Regions from separate parts of the Sus scrofa genome. Here region 2 is linked to region 1. A link is a contact called in public promoter capture Hi-C data. All regions are on one chromosome and are shown on one strand. Each heading gives the region's core, a stretch centred on a gene start, on an enhancer-like site or on the middle of the called end of the contact. The rest is flanking DNA. Distances are from core to core; before and after follow the strand shown. Region 1 holds the start of RPL11 (ribosomal protein L11). Region 2 overlaps MYOM3 (myomesin-3).

Region 1 (6,587 bases), core at 3,027-5,526:
AAGGCATGGGAATAAAGCTCAGCACCTCTTTTTGGCCTCTGCATCTGCTGACCTGGATGTCTCAAGCGAGGAGGAAGCAGCGGGGGCGGGGCTGGGTTGAATCCTGCCCCTCTGCCTTCCCTCTGGGGCCCTGAGGGGTGCAAGAACCAGAGGGCCTTGGAGTTCCTGTTGTGGCTCGGCAGGTTCAAAATCTGGTATCCAGGGAGTTCCCATCGTAGCTTAGCAGTAATGAACCTGACTAGTATCCATGAGGACTCAGGTTTGTTCCCTGGCCTCGCTCAGTGGGTTAAGGATCTGGCATTGCCATGAGCTATGGTGTAGGTTGAAGACACCGCTTGGATCCCACGTTGCTGTGGCTGGGGTGTAGGCCAGCAGCTACAGCTCCAATTCCACCCCTAGTCTGAGAACTTCCATATGCCATGGGTGTGGCTCTAAAATAAGAGAGAGAGAAAAGAAATCTATCATCCATGAGGATGTGCGTTTGATCCCTGGCCTTGCTCAGTGGGTTAAGGATCCAGCGTTGTCACAAGCTGCAGCACAGGTCACAGGTGCAGCTCCACATTGCTGTGGCTGTGGTGTAGGCCAGCAGCTGCAGCTCTGATTCCACCCCAGCCTGGGAACTTCACATGCAAAGGTTGGGCCCTAACAAAGAACCAGAGAGCTTGGGGGGCGGGGGCTGCGGAGGTGGTCTCGGGGAGGAAAAGGTGTAAAGGGGAAAGCCCGGGGCAGCTTATTCATCAGCTCCTGGAACAGGTCTGGACTTTGGTGTTAGACCCCCTGATTTAAATAATATCTATAAATGTTACTAAACCTCTTGTGTCTTGTGTGCCCATCTGTAAAATGGGAAAACGATAATGTTTGCCTCCACAGGGATGTTGAAGGTTAAGTGAGTTGGTACCTACTGGTATCATCTATGAGCCATAATTAGCTATTCCTCACTACCCTGTGTGGGTACCGCTGTCCAGGGACTCGGACGGAGGAGAATTGTGGAGGGAGGGAATGAGAGGAGAGTTCTCAAGGAGAAGCTGTTTAGTATCTTCCTAGGTACGTGTTTCCCTCACGTTATTTTCTCAACTTTGACAATTTCAGAGTTCCAGAGAAGTGGCAAGAAGTCCCATGTATCCTTCATCTTGATTCCCCAAATCTTAAATTTACCATATTTGCTTTATCCTTTTCCCTCTAAATATATATTTTTTTCTGAACCATTTGATAGTAAACTGCAGATATGCTGCCCATTTCCTCCAAATACTGAATGCCTTTCTTTCTCTCTTCCCTCCCTCCCTTCCTTCCTTCTTCTTTTTCTAATGGCTGCCCCTTTGGCATATGGAAGTTCCCAAGGTAGGGGTCAAGTCAGAGCTATAGCTGCAGGCTTGTGCCACAGCCATGGCAACACCAGCTCCAAGCTGCATCTGTGAACTTCTCCACAGCATGTGGAAATACATATCCTTAACCCACTGAGTGAGGCCAGGGATTGAACCCACATCTCCATAAACTCTATGTCACAAACTCCTGCTGAGCCACAACAGGAACTCCAAGGTGTATTTCTTAAACCCAAGGACATTCTCTTATGTAACCAAGCTCACAAAATCAGATCAAGCATTAAATAACTGTACATACATTTCTGAAGTCTACGAATTTTGCCAATGGTCCTAATAATATGGCAAAAGACAATCCGGGATCATGTGCTGCATTCAGCTGTCTTTTTTGGGGGGGGGCACACCCACAGCATATGGAGGTTCCCAGGCTAGGGGTTGAATTGGAGCTGTAGCTGCCAGCCTACACCACAGCCTCAGCAACATGGGATCCGAGTTGAATCTGTGACATACACCACAGCTTACAGCAATGCCAGATCCCCGACCCATTGAGTGAGGCCAGGGATCGAACCCACATCCTCATGGATACTGGCTGGGTTTGTTACTGCTGCGCCCCAATGGGAACTCCCCATCCATTCAGCTATCCTATCCCTGGAGTTCTGGAGCAGTCCTGCCCTTGGCTTCCCCATCCGAGGGGTCCACCTGAGGCCCCCTACTCTGGACTAGCACTGGGTGCTTGATGGAAGAGGCTCAAAGGATGGGCCTCTTCTCTTTGCCTTCCTCCAATAGCCCAGCTTCCCAGAAGTGCCCTTTTTTTCCCCTAAAGATGAAACAGGAAGAACCTCTCTTGCCCTGTGGGGACGAGGAAGGAATTATGGCAGCAGGAGAAAGCCCCTTGGCTCCTTTTCTACCAAAGCCCTGTATGTTCTCCTGTCTCCATTTGTCCTTGTCAGAGGAATTGGCCAACCCAAGCCAGCTTCTGCCTGGGGTGTGGATCCTGGCACCTGCTGGATCCTGCTGTTGAGGATTTAGTGCAACCCAGGGAGGCCTCTTATTGCCTGAGACTGGAGTCCTTGTCTGCTAGAGACCAATCTGCAAGCCATCTGTGTGCCCGCAGGATGACACTCTCTTGATAATATACCATGCCTAATACTTTTTCTGGGGGGAGAGGGGTTGCTTGAATATAGTGGGTTTATGCTAATAAGAGTAACCACTTGTTGTGGGCTTAACTATGTGCTCTACACAATTCATTTTTCACAGCAATCCCCATGTGATATAAGTTCTCAGTTTAAAGCTGAGCTGTTTTGGAAGCTCCCATTGTGGCTCAGTGGGTTAAAAACTGAACATGGTCTCCGTGAGGATGTGGGTTTGATCCCTGGCCTTGCCCAGTGGGTTGAGGATCCTGGGTCACGGAAAGCTGGGGCATAGGTCAGATCTGGTGTTGCTGTGACATGCTGCAGGCGCAACCATAAAAAAGAAAAAAAAAGAGCCAAAATGCAAAGAGGTTATAGCTGTCCTTCAATAAAACAGTAGCCAGAATAAATGTTAAAAAAAAAAAATTTTAAAAGCCGAGGTGTTTTGTGTTTGGCCACACCCAAGCATGCGAAATTTTTTCAGCCAGAAATCGAACCTGCGCCACAACAGTGACAGCACTGGATCCTTAACCACTAGGCCATCAGGGAACTCCCATAAACTGAGGGAAACTATAGATGAGAGAGGTCTAATTAGTAACCCGCCCAAAGTCACATAACTATTAAGCTAGACCAGACAGGACCATATTTACCCCTCTTGGCCAACACTCTGCTCTAATTACTATTTAAATATTTAAATGCCATTTGTTTACATTGTTACAGAATAAAACTTTTACTTTATAATTTGCACAGTTGACTTAGTGTCTTTCTGGCCGTCTCAACACGCAAGAACCACCCGTTTCTGAGGCTATGGGCGGGAACAATCTCAAGAGGGACGGGAAGCTCAAGGAAATATACCTATTCAGGGAACTTTAAAAACCGCTTTTGGAGAGCCCCGATCCCAGTAGCCAGCGTCACCTGCAGTTGCCATCTGTGTCCACGAAGGGGAAGCCGACTCTAGGCCGTTCCAGACGCGCCTCTCTTCCTCTTCATCGTCTCGCTGGTTAGCTTGGGATAAGAGCCCGCCTCCTGGCCCATAAGGCCCCGGGTCGGAAGTCTCACACTCTCTTCCTGTTTCCCATCATGGCGGTGAGTGTGGGATCCCCGGCTTTGCTTTCCTTCATCCGCCTCCATCCAGGGCCAGCGGAGCCTGTAAGGGTTATCTCGCCCGCGGCGCGAGGAGAGCGGATCCCGCAATGCTGGCCGTGCCGAAATTGGCGGACCCACGCGAGGCGAGGGCACGGAGCTGGATCCTGTCACTTTCCTCCCACCCTCCCAGGGGCGGGCTCGGGGCAGCCGCCAGAGGCCCAAAAGCACGGCCTGCGGGCTGCAGCGAGGGCCGGTGAAATGATCGGAGGGGCCTGGGACGCGGGGTCCGGACCTGTTGATGTTCCCGGGACCTTGAAACTTGTTTTTTGCTGGAGAGCCTTACCGGTTTCTCCCTTAGGGCGGACGCCAGGCTTCGGCCGCAGCTACTAGACAGCTTCCGAATCGGGTGCGGGACGCTGCACAGCCATGTGCTCGCTGCTTTCTCCCCCTCGTCGGTCGTGTAATGGGGGCGCCCTTCACCTTAGTTTGACCTTGGGGTGCATCCTTAGTGTAACTTTTACACCATACCTGTCCTGTTGCTTTCACCTGTTCCGTGCCCGGGGGAAGGAGAAACAAAACCCCAAGATGTCTTTCTCCAGTGCCTCCCAGACAAACGTAGTGTTAGTTCTTTAACTTCCAGGGCTTCCTTTGGGGTTTGGGATGCGCAGAAACAACGCTGTGTAACTATTGGGCTGCCAGCTGTGGCGGGTTCCGTGTGTTGACCGCGGCGCTTCCCTGTTGCAGCAGGATCAAGGTGAAAAAGAAAACCCCATGCGGGAACTTCGCATCCGCAAGCTCTGCCTCAACATCTGCGTTGGGGAGAGTGGAGACAGACTGACCCGGGCAGCCAAGGTGCTGGAGCAGCTCACAGGCCAGACTCCTGTGTTTCCAAAGGTGAGTAGTGGCGTCTGGGTATGTCCCGACGTTCCTTACTTAACCTGTTGTCCAGTCTGTTTTGTATTCATTTTGAAGGTGACAGTTGACATCTCTTAAGCGTTGCCTTCTTGAGTTTCCTAAGGAGTATCTTCTTTCACGATAGGGTGGGCTGAAATACAAAGTCTGATTAGCAGTTAGGGTTATGTAGGCTACGTTAAGAATAGGCTGTGTATTTAGATTAACCTGGTTCAAATCCTGGTTCCATGACTTGCTAGTCTGTGATTTACTTTCCTTATTTGTATACCAGGGATGATCATATTTCGTTATAAGGTTGTGGGAGATAGAATGGGTTATATGAAATGCCTGCTACATGCCAAGCACCATGTCGGCATTGTTATTGTTAGACATATATTTGGGTGAGTGTGTGTTTAGAATTTTGTTGCTTTAGGGTAAGGGAATGTAGCAAGTCTTTGAATTCACAGCCTACCTCTTGTTATCAACTGATCTTGTGCAAGTTAACCTCTCACAGCCTCCTGTAAAATGGGGTACAAGTACAGTAAAGTGTTACCGAATGTAAGCTATTCAGTGGCCTAGTCTGATGGTGAACTTGCCTTTCTTGAGACTTTGACATTATGACTTTAACATTTTAATTGCTGAAGTGTGTCTGTGACTTGGAAGTTGGAAGATCTGTTTTCTGTGTTATAAATGAATGATGAACAGATATAGGTGACACTGGTAAGAATACCACGGCTATAGAGTGGGTGGATACCTGATGTCCCTCTGAAGTTGTGGAGGTGGTGTTTTGGGGAAGGGGGGAGTTCAGTGAGAGTGTGCCAAGAGCTGACTCCTTGTTACCCCATCTGCAGCTAGATACACCGTCAGATCCTTTGGCATCAGGAGAAATGAAAAGATTGCCGTCCACTGCACAGTCCGTGGGGCCAAGGCAGAAGAAATACTTGAGAAAGGTCTAAAGGTGAGGCTGACCCCTCATGGGGTAATAGTAGTAAGGAGCGCCAGTAACATACTGACAGTGGCGATAGTTACTGTTTTCAGATCTTTTGAACTTCTAATGGGTCATTCCTTCCCTAGGAAAGTTAGTGAAGTTATGTGGAATCCATAGTAGAGTGTGACTTGGAGTGGGGGAAAAATCTGATTTCGTTCCTGTCCAAATTACATTGGATTGTGTTTCTGGGGTCCTGAGTGTTGCAGGCTAGCGAGTGGTGGAGGGGTGTGAGTTGACAGGGAATGATTGCTCTGTTTTTCTCCACAGGTGCGAGAGTACGAGTTAAGAAAAAATAACTTCTCGGATACTGGAAACTTTGGTTTTGGGATCCAAGAACACATCGATCTGGGGATCAAATATGACCCAAGCATTGGTATCTACGGCCTGGACTTCTACGTGGTATGAATACTTGTTTCCACTCCTGGTCTGTGAGAGTGGGATCTGCTTCTCTTTATTTCATCTGTGCTCTCTCGATATTCACACGTTGCACTGGGGCTTTGAGTGTTGTCTGTCTTCTCTCTGCTGGGAAGATAGGCCTCGGTGGTGACAGGTGTGGGGTTATTAGCACCGACTGAACGAGATGGGCAAGATCTCTACCATTGTGAGGCTTATGGTCTAGCACTGACCATGGCTTAAAGATGGACAAAGGAAACCATTTCATCCAGCCACTGAACTGAAAATTTAGGAGAGAGTATTGGGGTTGTATTTGGCTTGGGGGTTGGCTGCACTGAGGCTGCTCTTTCCCTGCTCTTTCTCCAGACCCAGGGAATGGGGTGGCTTCCATCTAGAGAAGCAAGTTTGGTAATGAGGCTCTTTGCTCAGGATGGGGGGGGTGTGAATGCATAAGTGGCCATTTGTGTTACTGTAATGCTTTGGTCAGGCATCAGAGTAAATCGCAAAACTCGGGAGTCCTGACTAGAGGGAACCCAAGCAACAGCAGCCCCCTCATTAGTAGATTTGAACATCCACACAAACGATAGCGATGTGTAGATGCTCACGGGGGACAGCAAACCTATAAGAAAAGCACTTTGGGGAGTTCCATTGCGGCTCAGTGGTAATGAACCAGACTAGTATCCATGAGGGTGCTGGTTTGATCCCTGTCCCCACTTGGTTGAGGAGCTGGCATTTCCATGAGCTGTGGTATAGGTTGCAGATGTGGCTCGGATCTGGTGTGGC
Region 2 (6,587 bases), core at 1,183-3,682, 290 kb after region 1:
AGGCTGAAAACCCCAAGAGTCCTGTCCTATGTCCCTTCCCCCCACCCTCAGTGAAGGCTCCAAAGTTCCAGCCAAACCCTGGGGAGGGCGACTGGAGAGATTTCTGGACCGATTCTCTAGCCTTGAATCTTGGTATTTAAACCCTCTGGGCCTCTGGGGGCACAGCCTTGGCCCTGGCTTAGGCACTATCTGCGGTCGTTGTGGGGATCGAGGGAGAGGACACTTCAAAAGCCAGAAAGTTGTGCACCAATACGCCAGATAATTATGACAAGACTCCGTAGCTATTAAGCACCCACTTGAGGCCAAGCCCTGTGCCAGGAGTTTGCACGGTGATGACAAAGGCCAAATTGGCATCATCTTGGCTGGGATTTGGGACGGGACCCTGAAACCACGATTCCTTCCTCGTCAGCAATCCTGCATTTACCGCAGTCCTTGGCACATAGGGAGGCTACAGAAATCAGTGGTAGGGCGGAAAAACACCGAATGCTTAAGAATAAGGCTTGTATTTATCTCTTAACCAGGTCTCACTCCTCCAAGGGCCATGAGGTGGACGTGGGTTGGAGAAGTGAGCTCCAGGGAGTTTCCATCGTGGCTCAGCAGTTTAAGCACCCATGAGGACATGTGTTTGATCCTTGGCCTTGCTCAGTGGGTTAAAGGATCCGGTGTTGCCGTGAGCTGTGTAGGTCGCAGACTTGGCTTGGATCTGGTGTTGCTGTGGCTGTGGCTTAGGCCGGCAGCTGCAGCTCTGATTCAACCCCTAACCTGGGAACCTCCAGGCCTGCTCTGCTCTAGCCCAGACTGTTTCATAGAGACAGCCTTCCTATCCCACATCTCAGGCTGCAGGGGCAGGAAGGAATATATGAGAGAGCGTCCCTTTTGACTTGCTCGAGTTATAGATGAAAATTGAGGTCAGAGAGGGACAGTGACTAGCCCAAGGCTACACAGTCAGTGGCAGGGCCAGGAGTGAAATCCAAATGAGAGGAAAAATCAGTATTATTGAGCCTGTCTTTAAACTTTTGGCATTGTTTTCTCTATAGTCTTTGTTTGGCATTCCTTTTGATTTTTAAAATGATTGCATGAAATGAATTATTTATCTTGATCACTGAGATTTTAGCGCCCCCTAAAGTCTGTGCATGAGTTGAGTGCCTGCTTGCCTTGCCCTCTCCTGACTCCCCGCCCTGTGCTCCGGGCACTGCCTGGAGGCGGAGCCCTGAAGTCAGAGCTACCCTTACCTCTTCAATGCAGACAAGCCCTGCTCCTGTCTGCGGGTCATACTGGCCAGCTGGGAACTCTCTCTTCTGGAAGAACCACTGGAAGCGGGTTTCTTTCTTGGTGTTGGTCACCTAAGGAAGGTGCCGAGTCAAGAGACCCCTTCAGGCTTTGGCTTTTAAGTGAAGACTTAGTTTGTCAGAACTTTTGTTGTAAATGTGACCCCCCCACATTTCCCCCCCACCCCACTTCTCTCTGTCTCTTCTGATGGCTTCTAGACACTGGACTTTCGCTAATGATGTTTCCTCTGCTTCTCAATCCTTCTCCTATTCCATTTTTCCTGTAAATGCCTATCTCATCTCCTCCAGGAAGCCTTCCTAGAGTGCCCCTTATCATGAGTAATCAATTTCTTGCACCCCTCCATCACAGCAGGAGGCATGCTGTTCTCCCATGATCTTGCTTTGGACCGTGGGATCCTAGAGGCCTAAGGAGACCACTGTTTCATCTTTGTACGCCCAGTGCTTGCAGAATGTCTAACGCAGAGTAGGTGCTCTGCATTGGTTGAACGGCTACGCTTCATGGGGTGTGCCCTCCCCCTGTATCTAAAAGGCTGCAGGGTGCTGAGAAGGAGCAAATGTTTTGGAGTCAGACACCCTCTGACTCCCCCAGCTCAAGGCTCTCTCTTACTGTGTGGTCTTGAGCTATTCCTCTGCTTATTTTCTCATGGGTAAAGTGGAATCATAACGCCTCTCTCACAGATGACTGTGAGGCAGTTGAGATAAAAGAATGCCCTGAAGCGCTGAGCACAGGGTCTGGCAAGACTGACACTCAGAATCCACCCTCAGACCCCTGACCCCCCCAAACCCCTCCCAGAGCAGCTGGCAGATCTAGCTCAAGGCTGACCTAACACCCGCCCACTAACTCACTCTAACTCGGCTCCTTGGGATTTTGTTTCCTGGTTAAATACAAAATTCTTAGGGCTACTTCCTCTGCTGGGGAACAGACTAGCGCAGGGCATGGTGTTTCCAGGAGTGGGGCAAGATGGGCAAGGGGCTTGGGAACAGCCACAGGTCTGGCCCCATTGGTTTGGGGGCAGGGCTGGAGGCGGGGGCGGGGATTTGCCTTGCAGGTCAGCAGCACTTGGCAGTCCTCCGTGACCTTCCACTGCAGAGGCTCCTCGAAATACGGACCTGGGAGGGACAAACACACACGACCATCGGTCAGAGCGCCAGGCTTAGCCTGGGCGCCACCTGGTGGCGAGACAGGGGAAGGCAGCTGAAGAGGGGCATCTAGTGACCACTGGCCGCTCGGATTTTGGGATTTCCGTCCCCATCAGGGCGGGGACTGGGGTGAATGAAGTAAGGGAGGCCCTTAGGGTGCAAAATTTAAGGCGGCGCTCATTCTCGGGGTTAAGCAAGTGCTCTTTTGTTCTGGCACGAGGAGGACAACACTGGATCCAATGGTAGTGACCTTCCCTCGCGGGGGCGGGGGCAGGGGCGGGCAGTAGGGTGGAGGGGTTTATTAACCCACTAGCCCAGTGGTTCCCCAGCAATGACTGCTGGCCTGGTGGCCGAGGCAGTTCTTACCCTGTTTTCTCTTCCAGTCTCTTCTCTTGGCATCCGCCTTCCTCAGAAGTTTGTCAAACTCTGTGAAGAGAGAGGGGAACTGGCGTGATTGAGAGGAACGCGGGTCTGGAGGGTCTAGAGTGGGGGCGTCAGGGTGGACAGAGACCTCAGGGCTGGGAGCTGAGGCCAGGTGCGTGGGGTGCACCGGAGCAGGGGTGGGGCCGGGGGTGGGGGTTAGGAGGCGAGGGTAGGTGCAGGGCAGAGCTGACCGTCATCCACCAGAGCCAGAGTGATCTGGTTCTTGGCTTTTCCATCTTGGAGCTGGGCCGTGTAAGACCCTTTGTCGTCCTCAGTCAAGTTCTGGATGATAACTTCCACCAGGCCCTTCTCTCGGACAAAATTGATTTTGCGGTTCTGGGGAGAACAAACCCAGAGAGTCTTTCCTGCCCTTTTCCAATCCCAGGGAATTTATGGGGCACAAGTCTGGCCGAAGTGGGATTTGGGGGTGATATATGCAGCATTAGAAGCCTTCAGAGACTGGAGAGGGGGACTCCTGAGTAACCTTCTCCTGTATATACTGGGTTGTCCCCACACCCGGCCCCTGAGAACAAACACCCTGGGGCCCCGCAGGCAAAGAGTCTGCGTCCTTGATTTAATTGCCGTTAACCATCAGCCCCCAACCTCCTATTGGTCCGCTGCCAACAGGAAGTTGTTTTCCATTTCTTTTGCAATTTGATAGAAAAAAAAAATCCCCCTAAAACTTTAAAGGAAAAATGCGAAAAAGCCTGTGTACGTGCTACCCAGAATTAACACTCATTTACATCGGTCACAGTCTAACATTTTTGCAACATTTTCTTTTCTACATTGAAGACCTTACTCCCTCTGGCTTTATTTGTATGTATGATTTGAAGGAACCATCTGGTTTTATTTTATTTTCCTATGGGGCATCTGATAGCCTTAGCGTTGCGTTTTGAGTCCAGGCTTTGCTATACTTCCTACCGAGAGCCAGGGTCATGCTTATTAATCTTTGTTTTTCCCTCTGCTCCTACTGCATGCAGAGATGCTCCAGGCCAGGGATCCAAGCTGTGCCACAGCAGTGACCCAAGCCACGGCAGTGACAACACCAGGTCCTTAATCCTCCAGGCTACCAGAGAACTCCCCTTGTTAATCTTTTTTTTTTTTTGGTCTTTTCTAGGGCCGCACCCACTGCATGTGGAGGTTCCCAGGCTAGGGGTCCAATCAGAGCTGCAGCAGCCGGCTTACCCCAGAGCCACAGCAACGCGGGATCCGAGCCAGGTCTGTGACCTACCCTACAGCTCACGACAATGCCGGATCCTTAACCCACTGAGCAAGGCCAGGAATTGAACCGAAACCTCACGGTTCCTAGTCGGATTCGTTAACTACTGCCCCAGGAAGGGAACTCCTCCCCATGCTTAATCTTTATGCAGAACTTTCCAATCTAGTTTCTCAATTACTCCTCCTGATCCTGGAGCAACGAGCCCCATTGTACAGATGCACAAACTGATGCACAGAGAGGTGCAGAGACCTGCCCAAGGGCACACAACCCACGGGGAATGAATAGGAGTCTTCTGACATCTGGCTCTGAGCTCTTTCTCCTCTGTCAGAACCAGAGCCCCTCTTTATAACACATATTTAATGTTGACCACTTGGCCATCTGGAGGTGAAATTCACAAATAATATCATCCTATGATTGAATCTCTCATGAGACTGAAATAAGCATGTTTGTAAGTAAAAACAGTTGCGTGTGGGCAGCTAACGTGGTTCAACTAATACAACTGAGCTACACACATGATTTTTTAAAAAGAAATATAATACCACAGCTATAATAGCAAGAGGAAATAACAATAATTTTTTCAATATGCAGCTGCTCAGACACAATCTCACTCGTGCTGCACTGATTTATAATGAATTGATTTGAATTAAAGAGAAGAAAAGCAAAGCTATTCTGTACAAGAAGAACAGGAAAATGAATGAATGAACACACATAAATTGGCTAATAGAATAAAGACTCTATTCCGTGTATACTAAAACCGTGAAAATTCTTTGTGTTTGTATCTCAAGGTTAGGGTCCAAATGTGCATGATTATAACCACGAAAGTAGGGTTTTCATCTTAAGAGCGTCTGGCATGAAATTCTTTGTGGGAGTGTCCCTTGCATTGACAAGTGTCTAACTTGCCTGCCACCTGCCCCCCGCCCCTAAAATCCATGTGTCCCCACTCCCACCTCATGACTATGACAGCCTGAGCAGGTGGCCATTTCTAAAATGTCCACTAGGGGGAGGCACTGGCCAGTGGAGACCAGTGTCCGGGAGGCCACCTTCTGCACTGGGGACCTCACCTAGGAATTCTGAGCCCCTAATTACCGGTGAGCTGAAGATTTCCTTGTCGTTGAAGATTAGATGCAGCTCAGCGGCTGGAGACAACTTTTCTACTTCCAGCCAAAGCCGCACCTCTCCTCGCTCAAGGATGTCAACGTTCCAGCCCGAGATCAGCTTGATCACTGGGAGGCAGAGGACAGGAAGGGGTGGGCAGGGCACCCTTCTCCTGCCCCCACCCCCAACAGCCCCTCTTGAGCACACCGTGAACAAATGTACACAATGCTTCAGAGTCTGATGGAGACGTGACCAGGTGAGGGGCTGGGGAGCGTTTTCTCTCATTCAGTCACCTCACATTGCATCCGCGTCCAGGGCTTTCATTTTTTAAATTCTTTTTAGGGCCACACCTGCGGCATATGGAAGTTCCCGGGCTAGGGGGTGAATTGGAGCTGCAGCTGCCGGCCTACACCACAGCCACAGCAACACAGATCTGAGCTGCCTCTGTGACCTGTGCTGCAGCTTGTGGCAACACCAGATCTTAAATCCACTGAGTGAGGCCAGGGATTGAACCAGCATCCTCATGGACATTTTGTCAGGTTCTTAACCCGCTGAGCCACAGCGGGAACTCCCCCAAGGGAGTTCAAAAACACCAATGTCTGGCTCCAGCCCCAGAGGCTCAGATGACCCAGGATCCAAGTAGAAACCATCCACTCTGCCCTCCCTTTCACCCCATGTGCTCTCTGCTGGCCCCTCTTTTCCTTTCATGGACTGCTGATCCATGGGTCTCTGACTCTCCGGTCCCATGACGCCCCCATTCTGCATCCACACCCCACCAGGCTAGCTTCAGGCTTTTGGCTGACCCAGCCTGGTGGGACTGGGCCTGGTGGGACTGCTTACCGGGGTTTCTGATCTCATGGCTCAACTTCTTCAGCTTGTCCAGCTCTAGGACAGGGAGGAACAAAGAAGAAACCAAAGAGAATGAGACACTGGTGTCATTGGGCACGTGGGAGCCTTCCTGGCATCCACACTGGGTGAAAGTCCTGAGAGACTCAGCTTGGGGTCACATGGCTACCAAGGGGGTGATGATGACCATGGTGGGCCTTGGCTCTGGGGCACCGAGGGGGGAGGGGCAGTGGGTTACCCCAAGATTGCTTATTCTCCTTGGCCTTCAAGGCCTGGTCAAATGCCACCTCCCCCGAGGAGCACCTACTGTGTGCTCAGCTCTGCATGATCTTAGCAGGTCCTGCTGAGGGGCAGGCATTATTGCTGCTTCCTGAGTACAGGGCCCACTGGTTCCCAAGCCCCCTTGTTTATTTATTTGTTTGTTTGTTTATTTATTTGCTTTTTAGGGCCACACCCGTGGCATACGGAGGTTCCCAGGCTAGGGGTTGAATCAGATCTGCAGTTGCTGGCTTACACCACAACCACAGCAACGCCAGATCCAAGCCATGTCTGCAACCTACACCACAGCTCACAGC

What was found. Promoter capture Hi-C pulls out the DNA fragments that hold promoters and counts their contacts.
Region 2: a contact with region 1 is called in a promoter capture Hi-C map of liver, with 5 times the contacts expected there. The contact joins the enhancer-like site here to the promoter of RPL11 in region 1. A contact is called at or near these places in 1 of 5 promoter capture datasets (liver), 4 of 47 Hi-C or Micro-C datasets (alveolar macrophages, embryonic fibroblasts, heart right ventricle and 1 more) and 1 of 2 datasets of contacts at active chromatin or transcription factors (alveolar macrophages).

What each region holds. Positions count from the first base shown.
Region 1 is chr6:81,519,234-81,525,820 of Sscrofa11.1, forward strand. RPL11 (ribosomal protein L11) reads left to right here and starts at 4,277. Exons shown (of 6, transcript NM_001001638.1): 1 at 4,277-4,418; 2 at 4,421-4,426; 3 at 5,275-5,381; 4 at 5,679-5,810. The coding sequence starts at 4,277. LOC100620900 (elongation factor 1-alpha, somatic form-like) reads left to right here. Exons shown (of 9, transcript XM_005656057.3): 9 at 1-42.
Region 2 is chr6:81,812,894-81,819,480 of Sscrofa11.1, forward strand. MYOM3 (myomesin-3) reads right to left here. Exons shown (of 38, transcript XM_021095533.1): 25 at 6,007-6,051; 26 at 5,158-5,294; 27 at 3,044-3,188; 28 at 2,796-2,855; 29 at 2,332-2,399; 30 at 1,233-1,343. Among named protein-coding and RNA genes, the nearest start is that of MYOM3, 43 kb to the right of the region's middle. Within about 2 kb of position 2,433, at least 35 of the 83 cell types and tissues checked have an H3K27ac peak or open chromatin away from gene starts, as enhancers often do. A contact at or near this core is called in alveolar macrophages and liver, where this site is marked.